Regions from separate parts of the Macaca mulatta genome. Here region 2 is linked to region 1. Evidence: chromatin contacts called from public Hi-C data. All regions are on one chromosome and are shown on one strand. The core of a region is the stretch at or near the end of the contact, and the rest is flanking DNA. Distances in the headings are between cores, read along the strand shown. Region 1 has its middle 38 kb from the start of LMOD3. Region 2 has its middle 190 kb from the start of MITF.

Region 1 (5,234 bases), core at 601-3,100:
TACGGGAAGTTTCCTGACTTCCCTGGGCCTCAGTTTCCTCTCTAGTACATATCTCACAAGGACATTGTGTGGGCTGAACAAGATAAGGCACGTAACCAGCTCAGCATAACATCAAGTCTCTAGAATGTACTCATAATATAAACTATTTTCTGAGGGAGAAAAGGCAGAAGATGTTGAATATTAAGATAATGTTTGGAGGATTTGCACTGCCTTAGTTTAAACACTGAAATGACAGCACTAAACTAACTCATCGTTGAGGGCTGATTCATGTCTCAGGCACTGTTGTAGGTACTGGGAACACTTTTTTTCCTATTTATTTATTTATTTATTTATGTTTATTTTATTTTATTTATTTTTTTGAGACGGAGGCTTGCTCTGTTGCCCAGGCTGGAGTGCAGTAGCACGATCTCGGCTCACCGCAACTTCTGCCTCTCGGGTTCAAGTGATTCTCCCACCTCAGCCTCCCGAGTAGCTGGGATTACAGGCATGCACCACCATACCTGGCTAATTTTTGTATTTTTAGTAGTGATGGGGTCTCATCACGTTGGCCAGGTTTGTCTCAAACTCCTGGCCTTAAGTGATCCTCCCACCTCGGCCTCCCAAAGTGTTGTGATTACAGGCTTGAGCCACCATACCCACCACTTTTTTTTTTATTTAATCTTCACAGCAAGTTTGTAATTATTAATTCCAAGCAGAAGCTCAGAAAGGTTAAGTAGTTTGCCCAAGTTACATAGCTAGAAGGTACCCAGGCCTGGATCCCAATTCACAAATGTATAAAAGAGAAACTTTGAAAAGCATGAATTTGTTCCACTCTGGAGTCCATTGTTCAGGGAGGTTGCATGCAGGTCTCACCTGAGGAATCAGACTGATCAAGGTGTTTGCCTAACAGTTCAGCTACAGCTCTTCTGCATGGTCAGGACTAGGACAAGCACTTGCGACATCCTAGGACAGCCCTGCTGCTGCCTCAAAGACAGGTCCCTACCTTTTCTATGTTCATACGAATGCAAACAAGCCAGCCAGTAGGATGGTCAGATTTAACAAATGCAAATACAGGAGGCCAGTTAAATTTGAAAAATAGCTCTAACCACCAAATTTTTGTAATTTAATTTTTTAAAAAGCTGAATATAGGACATTTAAGGCATCCTGGAAAAAAATCCATATAAGACACCAAACAAAATAATTAAAACAGGACATGTCCTGTAGATACAAGACACCTGGGAAACCTGCTTGCCACCCCCCTGCTCAGAAGCAAGTAGGACAATAATAGATGTTTGAGAAACCCCAAACCCTTGATTGTAGGCTAAGCAAATCGGTGTCATATCCTTCCCATCCACAGAGAAGTCGGCCCTGCTCAATCCCAGAGCCTTTTTTCAGACTGAAAACCTTCTAGGATAGGCCCAGTGTGGTTTGTAATCATGCACAGAATATATAGAAACTCCCCTGGAAGAACACGCCTGAGAAAACCTTTTCTTTCTTCTTTGTCTTTATTTAGAAATGTGTTACAATTTTGGCTAACTGGGCACAGTTTTAAAGGTTCTTAAAACAAACATTTGGGTTCCATCATATCTACATAACATTGGTCAAGAATCCATCCATCCATCAAATCTATTTGCAGCCAATCAAAATCTCAGTCCTTTAGAACTGTGTCAAAATCCGGCAATCAACCTGTAGCCAAGGAGCTGAATATTCACAGAGAAAATCACATAAGCAAGCGGATCTATTTTTAGAGTCATGATCACCATCTCACACGGACACTCAACGCTGCTATATTTCTCATAAATATGCACTCCCATGTTACACAAGTATCTGAGAAAACCTTTTCTAAAAGTAGTTTTCTCTGGCCTAGCATTCTGGAGCTTGGTCAATGAGGACATCTAGAGGCCTGTCTGGGTTAATGCAGGCAGGAGTTGCTCAGTCTGAATTCACACTTCAACTCAACACGAGGTATACAAACAAGTTTCGGCAGCCCTGCAGAAAAAAACAAACAAAACTTAATTTCTAATGCCCAACAACTCCATTTACTAGCTATTTCTTCTAGGGGAAGTAGCTTAAATTTTAAAAAATACCACTTTTTATAAAATGGAAATAATTGTAACAATCTCATAGAATTTTAAGGATTCAATAAAATGATGTACTTCAGGAGCTTAGCACAGTGCCTGGGACAAAGTGAGCCCTTATAAGTGTTTGTTGTCCTTATTGTTTCTAATGGGATACTACAAAGAAATGGAATATAAGAGAGTTAATAACATTTAACATTGTTTAATTTAAATATTAATTAAATTAAATACAAACATTAAATATTAATAATACTTAACAGTCATTGAGTGCTAAGGCCAGGCTTAGGGTTAAATGAGTGAGGTACCTGCTCACGTGCAAATTTTGAGAGTGCACCCACAAACCTGGTTGACAAGATAAATAATATTTCAATGCAATCTTTTGAAAAACTCCAACTTCATGCAATTTTTTTTCCCATGATTAAAAAAATGTTAACCCAGCACAGTAGCTCACACCTGTAATCCCAGCACTTTGGGAGGCTGAGGTGAGTGAATTGCTTGAGTCTAGGAGTTTGAGATCAGCCTGGGCAACATGGTGAAACCCCATCTCTACAAAAAAACACAAAATTTAGCTGGGCATGGTGATGTACGCATATGATCCCAGCTACTCAGGATGCTGGTGGGAGGATCACTTGAGCCTGAGAGGTTGAGGCTGCAGTCAGCCAAAATCATGCCACTGCACTCCAACCTGGGTGATAGAGCCAGACCTTGTCTTAAAAATAAATAAAATCGAAAAAAGTCAAAATTTTATATAAATACGAGCTTAGTATCACTGATTTTTTCATTTGGCTTCAGACGCCAATATGACTCAGAACTGCACTGCACTGAGTTAACCCTTCATCTTAAATAACCAGAGGCGACATCTTTCTCCCATCTGTAAAATAGACGCCCGTTTTACAGATGGGAGGGAGAAAGGAAGCCTGGAGGAACTGCTCATACATACTGCCCAAGGTCACATGATCAAGTCGAAATCAAGCCCAAATCAGAATGATTCTAAAGCTCATTCTTTCCCCCTTCTCTCTCACACAAACCTCTCCTTCATCATGTGACTCAGGCTACAGTTTTTCTATTCCAGGGTATAATTTTACCAGTGCTGTATTTAGATTTGCCAGGTGAGCAGATACAAATTTAAAATGCCCAGTTAATGTGAAGCTGTGCTGGCGATGACTTTTTCCCTGAATTAAATGTTAGAAAGATATTGTCTTACTGCATTCTCCATTCCCTTTGTTGTAGAGCGTTCTCTGAACCATCAACCACAAAGTCATAGTTGGATCTGATTTTTGACCTGACATCAAATCCTGCCTTTGTGGTTAACAGACTATCTAAGGCTTAGCTACGTTACTGAGGTGGACCTATCAATAAGCCATATATAATAGTGTTTTTCACCATGTTATATGTAATAACACAGTGGTCAGTCTGCATAATCCAGAGATTTAACTGACGAAGTAGCTTTCCTTCCGTAGTTTAAAACATTTAGGCACGGGCCGGGCATGATGGCTCATGCCTGTAATCCCAGCACTATGGGAGGCCGAGGTGGGCAGATCTCCTGAGGTCGGGAGTTCGAGACCAGCCTGACCAACATGGGGAAACCCCATCTCTACTAAAAATACAAAATTAGTCGGGCGTGGTGGCACATGCCTGTAATCCCAGCTACTTGGGAGGCTGAGGCAGGAGAATTTCTTGAACCCAGGAGGCAGAGTTTGCAGTGAGCAGAGATCGCACCACTGCACTCCAGCCTGGGCAACAAGAGTGAAACTCAATCTCAAAAAAACAAACTAACAAACAAAAAAATCAGGCATGCTTTCCATAGTGCATCCTACCCTTGTAATAAGATCCAGCTTCAATATCAGGAAGCAGAAGATAGAATGAGGGTTCTCCTCAGAAAAAGGATGGATTCAAATGTATGACATTCTAGTAATGTTTATTGATGAAAGATAGTAAAATGTTCAGGCATTTATGCTTACATTGCTTCTCCCTTTTCTTCAACCATTATGTCAAGGTTACTGTGTTTCTCTTTTTTTTTTTTTTCCTGAGACCAAGTCTGGCTCTATCGCCCAGGCTGGAGTGGTGCAGTGGCACGATCTCGGACCACTGCAACCTCCACCTCCTGGGTTCAAGCAATTCTCCTGCCTCAGCCTCCCGAGTAGCTGGGATTACAGGCACCCATCACCACGCCTAATTAATTTTTGTATTTTTAGTAGAGACAGGGCTTCACCGTGTTGGCCAGGCTGGGCTCAAACTTCTGACCCCATGTGATCCACCCTCCTTGGCCTCCCAAAATGCTGGGATTATAGGTGTGAGCCACCCCACCTGGCCAAGATTACTGTGTTTCAAGATAACTAGATGTAACAAATGAAACCTATCTGAGTTACTTCAAAATAGATTGTTTGCTTTAATTCTTAGAAAAAATAAAAATAAATAAATAAAATTCCCAGTTAAATTTGAGTTTGGGATAGTAGCTGGAACCACAGGCGCACATCACCAAATCATTGTTAGGATTCGTAATGTCCCATGCATATCTTTATTTTATCTGACAGTCTATCTTCCTCACCTCATCACCCAGGCGACCAGACATTTTTAATAAACAGAGCTCACAATTTCAAAATGTTATGGATCTGCTGGATCAGGCCTGCCATTTCTGTGCTGAGCACAGATCAGAAATAGTAAATGGCTCTAATAGAGTAACAAGGGCCAAAGAAATATTGAAAACTGGCTTGGTATCTATCTAGGCTTAAAAGCAAAGGGACAGCGTGAGCTTCATTTGGCTTTCCCAAATCCCCTTTCTGGCCTTTGCTGAGATGCTTTGGTATGAGAAATGACAAGCCTGACTTGGAATAAAATACACAAAATTATTTAGGTGACCTGTGTTGTTTGGCCTGCAAATGTTATTTGTTGTTTTTTAGGATCTCCAGCTCCTGGCAACATAAATTGTTTTGTTGGCAGAGCAATATTCTGAACCCCAACGATTTGCTTCCATTCACAGAGCAATGAAAATGATTGAGAACATGTGAAACTTGTTCTTTAAAAATACTAGTGATCATGCTGCCTAACTGAAGCTGAAACATTAGCATGGTTCAATTCCTTGGAGTTCAGTGAATTGAATGTATTGTCAGCATTTATTTCTTCTAATAACGTTGCTCCATGCAGATGAAGAGGGAGAAAATGTTTCAAGGCTAGCCT
Region 2 (5,949 bases), core at 3,387-5,886, 500 kb before region 1:
CCACCTCCTGGGATCAAGCAATTCTTCTGTCTCAGTCTCTCTAGTAGCTGGGACTACAAGCGCACGCCACCACGCCTAGCTAATTTTTGTATTTTTTTTTTTTTTTAGTAGAGGTGGGATTTTACCATATTGGTGAGGTTGGTCTCAAACTCCTGACCTCAGGTGGTCCACCTGACTTGGTCTCCCAAAGTCCTGGGATTATAGGCATGAGCCACTGTGCCCAGCCTACAATTTTTTATTTTTTTTTAAATTAGCCAGACATGTGGTGTGTGATTGTAATCCAGGCTACTCAGGAGGCTGAGGAGGGAGGATCACTTGAGCCCAGGAGTTCAAGGCTGCAGTGAGCTACGATCATGCTACTGCACTCCAGCCTGGGAGACAGAGCAAGACCCTGTCTCAAAAACAAACAAACAACTGAAGAAACAAGCACTAACTTCAACTATATGTGTATATGTCTTTATATTAGAGAGAGTGGGGATTTTGAAACTCTGTAACAGTGGTAGGCTAAAGTGTAGCCAGTTCCTGTTTATTTCTGCCCTTCTCCCTTACTCTGTTTTTCTGATAACCAACTTCATTTTTTGTAAGAACTGTCTCTGGTAAGCCTGCCAACCCCAGCACCCTGGCAACAGGGGAGTTCACCAGCCAATTAAGTCATTCCCCTGGATTTTACTAACATATGCTATGATAATGATAATGACAATGACAGTAATAATTAAAATAGCGAACACTTATAAAGCACTATGTGCCAGCCCCAGTTCGAAGCAATTTTCATATATTAACTCATTTAACCATCATGACAACACCAGGAGGTAGATGCTATGATTATCTCCATTTTAGAGATGAAGTTCAAAGAGATTCAGTAGCTTGCTCAAAATCACGCATCTGGTCAAGTAGAAGTGTTAGGAGGTCTTTTTTCTTCCCACTACCCAATACTGCCTTGCCAGTTTCGTACGCCTTTCATCTGGGGTCCCTCAGCCGGTGATGGAAGCCTGGATCTGTAAGAGGCTGTCTGCTGCCGCCTTCTCCTGCCACACAGTGAAAGGGTACCTGTAATAGGCGAAAATCAGGCCAGTATATAGAGGAGAGCAGCGACAGAATGAGGGGGAGAGACATGAAGAGAGAGAGGGAAAGGTGTGGGGATGGAGAGACAGAATATCTTGACAACATTGTCTGAGTTCCTGAAATCAATCCCTAAGGTCAACCCTACCCCTGGGCTTCCCAATTTTTGTGAGATAATGAATCTTCTCCTCACCCTCCTTCTAAAAACCAAAGTGGTCTGATTCCATCCCTTGCAAACAAAAGAATCCTGATTAAATTCGGTAATAAAACATGGGTTTATTTGGTTCTGTTTTCCGTTGTGGTAAACACACATAAAATTTACCATTCAAAATACTGTGCAACCACCACACTACCTAGTTCCAGAACACTTTAATCATCCTAAAAGGAAACTCTGGACCTATTAAACAATAACTTTCCATACCTACCTACCCCTCAGCCTCTGGCAACCACTAAGCTCCTTTATTTCTCTATGGATTTGCCTATTTTTGATATTTTATATAAATGGAATCATACAATGGGTACCCTTTCATGTCCAGCTCCTTTCATTTAGCATAGTGTTTCCAAGGTTCCTCCATGTATCAACACGTCATTCATTTTTATGTCTGAATAATATTCTTGTATGGATATACCACATTTTGTTGATTCATTCATCATTTGATAGACATTTGGGTTATTTCCACCTGTTGACTATTGTGAATATTGCTGTGAACATTTTGGGTACAGTATTTGTTTGAATACCTGTTTTTAATTCTTTTGGGTATACATGCAGGAGTGGAATTGTTGGCTCATATGGTAATTCTATGTGTAATTTATGAAGAACTGCCAAACTGTTTTCCACAATGGCTACATTATTTGACCAGCAATGTAGAAACATAGCTATTTTTAGATGTAAGGCAAGATAATAAAATTACACAAAAGATCTTGTGGAATTATTGGCTTCTTGTAAAGGTTTTGGGAGTGCTTTGCAGCACACACATGGATTCATGATGCAATGTTTAAGCATTTCCTTCTACAGAGTTCTCACCCAAGCTTTGCAGGTGGTATAAAAGAGAAACAAATTCACCTGCAGTGCTCAAAAAGCTTGTGATAGAATAGAGGCTGCAATCAAATTGTCCCCTTGGTAAAAAAAAAATTGTTATACATAGGCAATTTCATATGATACAATCTAACATATAAGCAGTTATTAAAGCTAACATGATTTTAAGTCTTTGATAATACACTATTTTCATATAATTTTATAGCCTTATACATATATTGAATTGAGGACCCATTTTATCAGCCAACAAATATTTTTGCAGGAAAGGTATTCCCAAACTGTGCTAGATAGGGTGCAAAGCTCTATAATAGACCCGATGAGTTTACTCAGTCTGATATAAATCTGAAGCAGTAGCCCCAGCCCCCAGGAATATTTATTAGTGACCACAAGAAGGGAAATTTGCTGAAATTTTAAGTGTCTGTCTCTACATTATTGGATTAGAAGGTCATTTTTATTATTTTCTTCTTTTTACTCTTTTGTATCTTCCAAGTTTTTCTAGAATGAACTAGCATTACTTCAATTGTTAGAAAAAAAAATTTTTACAAATATGTTCACTTAGGCAAGCCATAGAAAGAGCAAAAAACCCAATTAATCTGTGGTATACCTAAATGAACATTTTTGTATTGCTAAGATAATCTTTTAAAACTAAAGGTGAATGTTTTGAGGGATTTTTTTGTTCAGCCTGAATCTAATTGCTACATAATTTCTTAACATTTAATGCTCATGCCTGTAATCCCAGCACTTTGGGAGGCCGAGGCAGGCGGATCACCTGAGGTTGGGAGTTCGAGACCAGCCTGACCAACATGGAGAAACCTCATCTCTACTAAAAATACAAAATTAGTCAGGCGTGGTGGCGCATGCCTGCAATCCCAGCTACTGGGGAGGCTGAGGCATAAGAATCACTTGAACCCAGGAGGCAGATGTTGCAGTGAGCTGAGATCATGCCATTGCACTCCAGCCTGGGCAACAAGAGCCAAACTCCATCGCAAAAAAAACAAACAAAGTGTCTCAAACTATGGCATTGATATATCCCAGTTTCAAACATTTGTTTTTATTATCTCCATGTTTGCATATTTTAATATCTTCTTACTCTGATTCTCATAAAATTATTGCTTTCAAGAATGTGTTGACTCCAATTAAAGTCCTTAAAATAAATCAGACTGTGTAGACTAAGGTCTTGTTAGACACCATTAATGAAAAGTTTGCTCTGGGAAATGTGCATTTTATTTGGTTTTCCAGATTCCTATTCCTTAAGAGTAAAAAGTAATTAAAAAGCTAAAGAAGTGCTTCTGGGGTAGAATCTTGTAGTATAAATGCATTTAAACATATATGCTTTCTTTAGATATTAAGTGGCAGCCACGTGTCAGGAACCTTACATTGGTTAACTCTTGCAACCCTCATAACAATACAGTAAAGCAGGATTTAATTCTCTGTTACAGGTGAGAAATTGAAGTCTTTGACAACTTCTAATGCAATTTCTTCCCTAAGATTATACAGCTGGTGCAGAGAAAAATCAAGATTTAAAGTCAAATAAATCTTGTGTATTTCCAAACTGATGCTTTCTCCACTATATTTCTTTAATAGAAGAATGAATAAAAATACATTTTAAATTCTATCGTGATATTTCCACCTCAGCATTATTGACATTTTGGGCCAGATAGTTTGTTGTTGTGGAGGCTGCCCTGTGCATTGGAGGATGCTCAGCAGCATCTCTGGCCTCCACCTGCTAGATGCCAGCAGCATCCCCCACTTACAACCACCCAAAATATCTCCAGATAGTGCCAAAGGCCTGTGGGGAGCAAAATAATCTCTGGCTAAGAGCCATGTACTAAATCATATTCACATTTTTCAGGAGCAAAAATGATCAGTTTTGAATTTTCATAAATATGATGTAAGGAATTTCCCAAATAAAGCCTGCTGGAAAAAGTCTATGGGTATGTCAACATGAAACAAGTAGAACCAGATATTAGAGATTTGACAATAATTGGTCTGCTGCAGACAGCACAATGAGGTAATTTAGACTCCAGAGCGGCCACCTGCCAACTTTCTCCTTCACTCACCGCCCTGCCTCTGGAATAATAGCACTAAAAGAAGAGCTATGTCATATTTATACAAGGAAAGAAGACTTTTCATTATAACATAAAGGATAGCACAGTCCTCCAGAAACATTAAATCAAAGGAGACAAAAACCCAGAAAAGCAGTCAGCCAGTGAACAACTTTTTATAAGTGCCAACTCCATGGTGGTCATTGTTCTAGACCCTGGGGATACCTCAAGGAAAAATAAACAATAGACTCCTTTATGAAGTTTGAAGTCTAATGAGGAATACAGACATTACGCAAAAAAATTACAAGCATGTTTAATTAAACAATTACACGTATGCCCAGGCCTGCAAAGTACTCATCTTTGTTCTATTTTTTGATGCCAGGCCAAAAAGCACACTTGATCACTATGCTTATTATTAAGCTATTATCTCTGAGTTCCAAATCCATCTCTCTGTATTCTGTCCTCGAGTTACACACAAACTACATTTCCCAGGTGCCTTTGTCAGGGGCCTTCCTGTTGGATCCAGTTAATGGGATGCATAGAGGAAGCTTGGAAGTCAAGCAAAAGCGAGAAGGAAGTAGGAGGCCTTAGAGAAGGGATTTCCTTCTGCCCGCTTGGTTAAGAAGTTGCACCAGCCCAGCAGCAGCAACTGGCTCCAGGCTCCAGCCCCTTCCAGGAGCAGTCTCAGGCCCCCTCAAAGAAGCCCTCACAGAGTTGTTCCCTCATTTCTAAGCTCCTAAAACACTAACAACTTCAAACTTCCCCTTTGTTTCACCAGCTCTAGGGGTGAAAATTGGATTGTCTAAGTGTCTACAGTTTTTGCTTTTTTTTTTTTTTTTTGAGGCAGAGTCTTGCTCTGTTGCCCAAGCTGGAGTGCAGTGGTACAATCGCAGCTCACTGCAGACTCCACGTCCTGAGTTCAAGAGATTTTCGTGCCTCAGCCTCCCGAGTAGCTGGGATTACAGGCACCTGCCATCATGCCAGGCTAATTTTTGTATTTTTAGTAGAGACAGGGTTGCGCCATATTAGCCAGGTTGGTCTTGAACTCCTGACCTCAGGTGATATGCCTGCCTCAGCCTCCCAAAATGCTGGGATTACAGGCAGGAGCCACTGCCCCGGCCCACTTTTTGCTTTTTAAGTTCTTCGGCATCTGTATACTAAAACCCTATACTAAATCTCCTCTATTAAAACACCTAGTACGTTTTCTGTTTTCCTGCCTGACATATGATTTCACTCTGAGCCTAGCTGTATCCAAAAAGTAGAAGCACAGATATTCTTTCTGTTAACAAAGGCAGGAGAAGGTATTGGCTTTGGCTTTAGTATTTAAGAGGGCAACTTCAAAAGACAGAATCGGTAGAAAATGGCAACACTTGTCTGGGGACAAAGCAGCAACCAGGACAAAGTCCCTGCCCTAGCAAAGCTCATTATCTAGTGGGAGGACCCAGAAAATAATCAAAGACACAAATAATGTCACATGGTTGGGCAGGGTGTATTAGTGTCCTGTGGCTGCTGTAATGAATTACCACAAACTGGGTGGATTACAGCAACAGAAAAGTATTCTTTCACAGTTCTGGAGGCAAGAAGTCTGAATTAGGGAGTCATCAGGGCCATGCACCCTCTTTCCTTGCCTTTTCCAGCTTCTGGTGGCTCCAGCTGTTTCTTGGTTTCTGGCCACATAACTCCAATCTCTGCTTCACCTTCACATCGCCTTCTCCTCTTTGTGTCTCTTGTAAGGATACTTGCCATGGGACCATTAGGGCCACCTCATTAATCCAAGATGATTTTATTTTGAGATCCTTAGCTTAATCT

The links. A called contact is a pair of places that touch in the nucleus more often than the background predicts.
Region 2: a Hi-C map of fetal cortical plate shows a contact between it and region 1, with 6 times the contacts expected there. The contact joins two enhancer-like sites. A contact is called at or near these places in 7 of 14 Hi-C or Micro-C datasets (blood, cortical neurons, fetal cortex germinal zone and 3 more).

The regions. Positions count from the first base shown.
Region 1 is chr2:132,717,102-132,722,335 of T2T-MMU8v2.0, reverse strand. No RefSeq gene overlaps it. Among named protein-coding and RNA genes, the nearest start is that of LMOD3, 38 kb to the right of the region's middle. Within about 2 kb of position 1,850, at least 12 of the 40 cell types and tissues checked have an H3K27ac peak or open chromatin away from gene starts, as enhancers often do. A contact at or near this core is called in fetal cortex germinal zone and fetal cortical plate, where this site is marked.
Region 2 is chr2:133,219,393-133,225,341 of T2T-MMU8v2.0, reverse strand. No RefSeq gene overlaps it. Among named protein-coding and RNA genes, the nearest start is that of MITF, 190 kb to the left of the region's middle. Within about 2 kb of position 4,636, at least 2 of the 40 cell types and tissues checked have an H3K27ac peak or open chromatin away from gene starts, as enhancers often do. A contact at or near this core is called in fetal cortex germinal zone and fetal cortical plate, where this site is marked.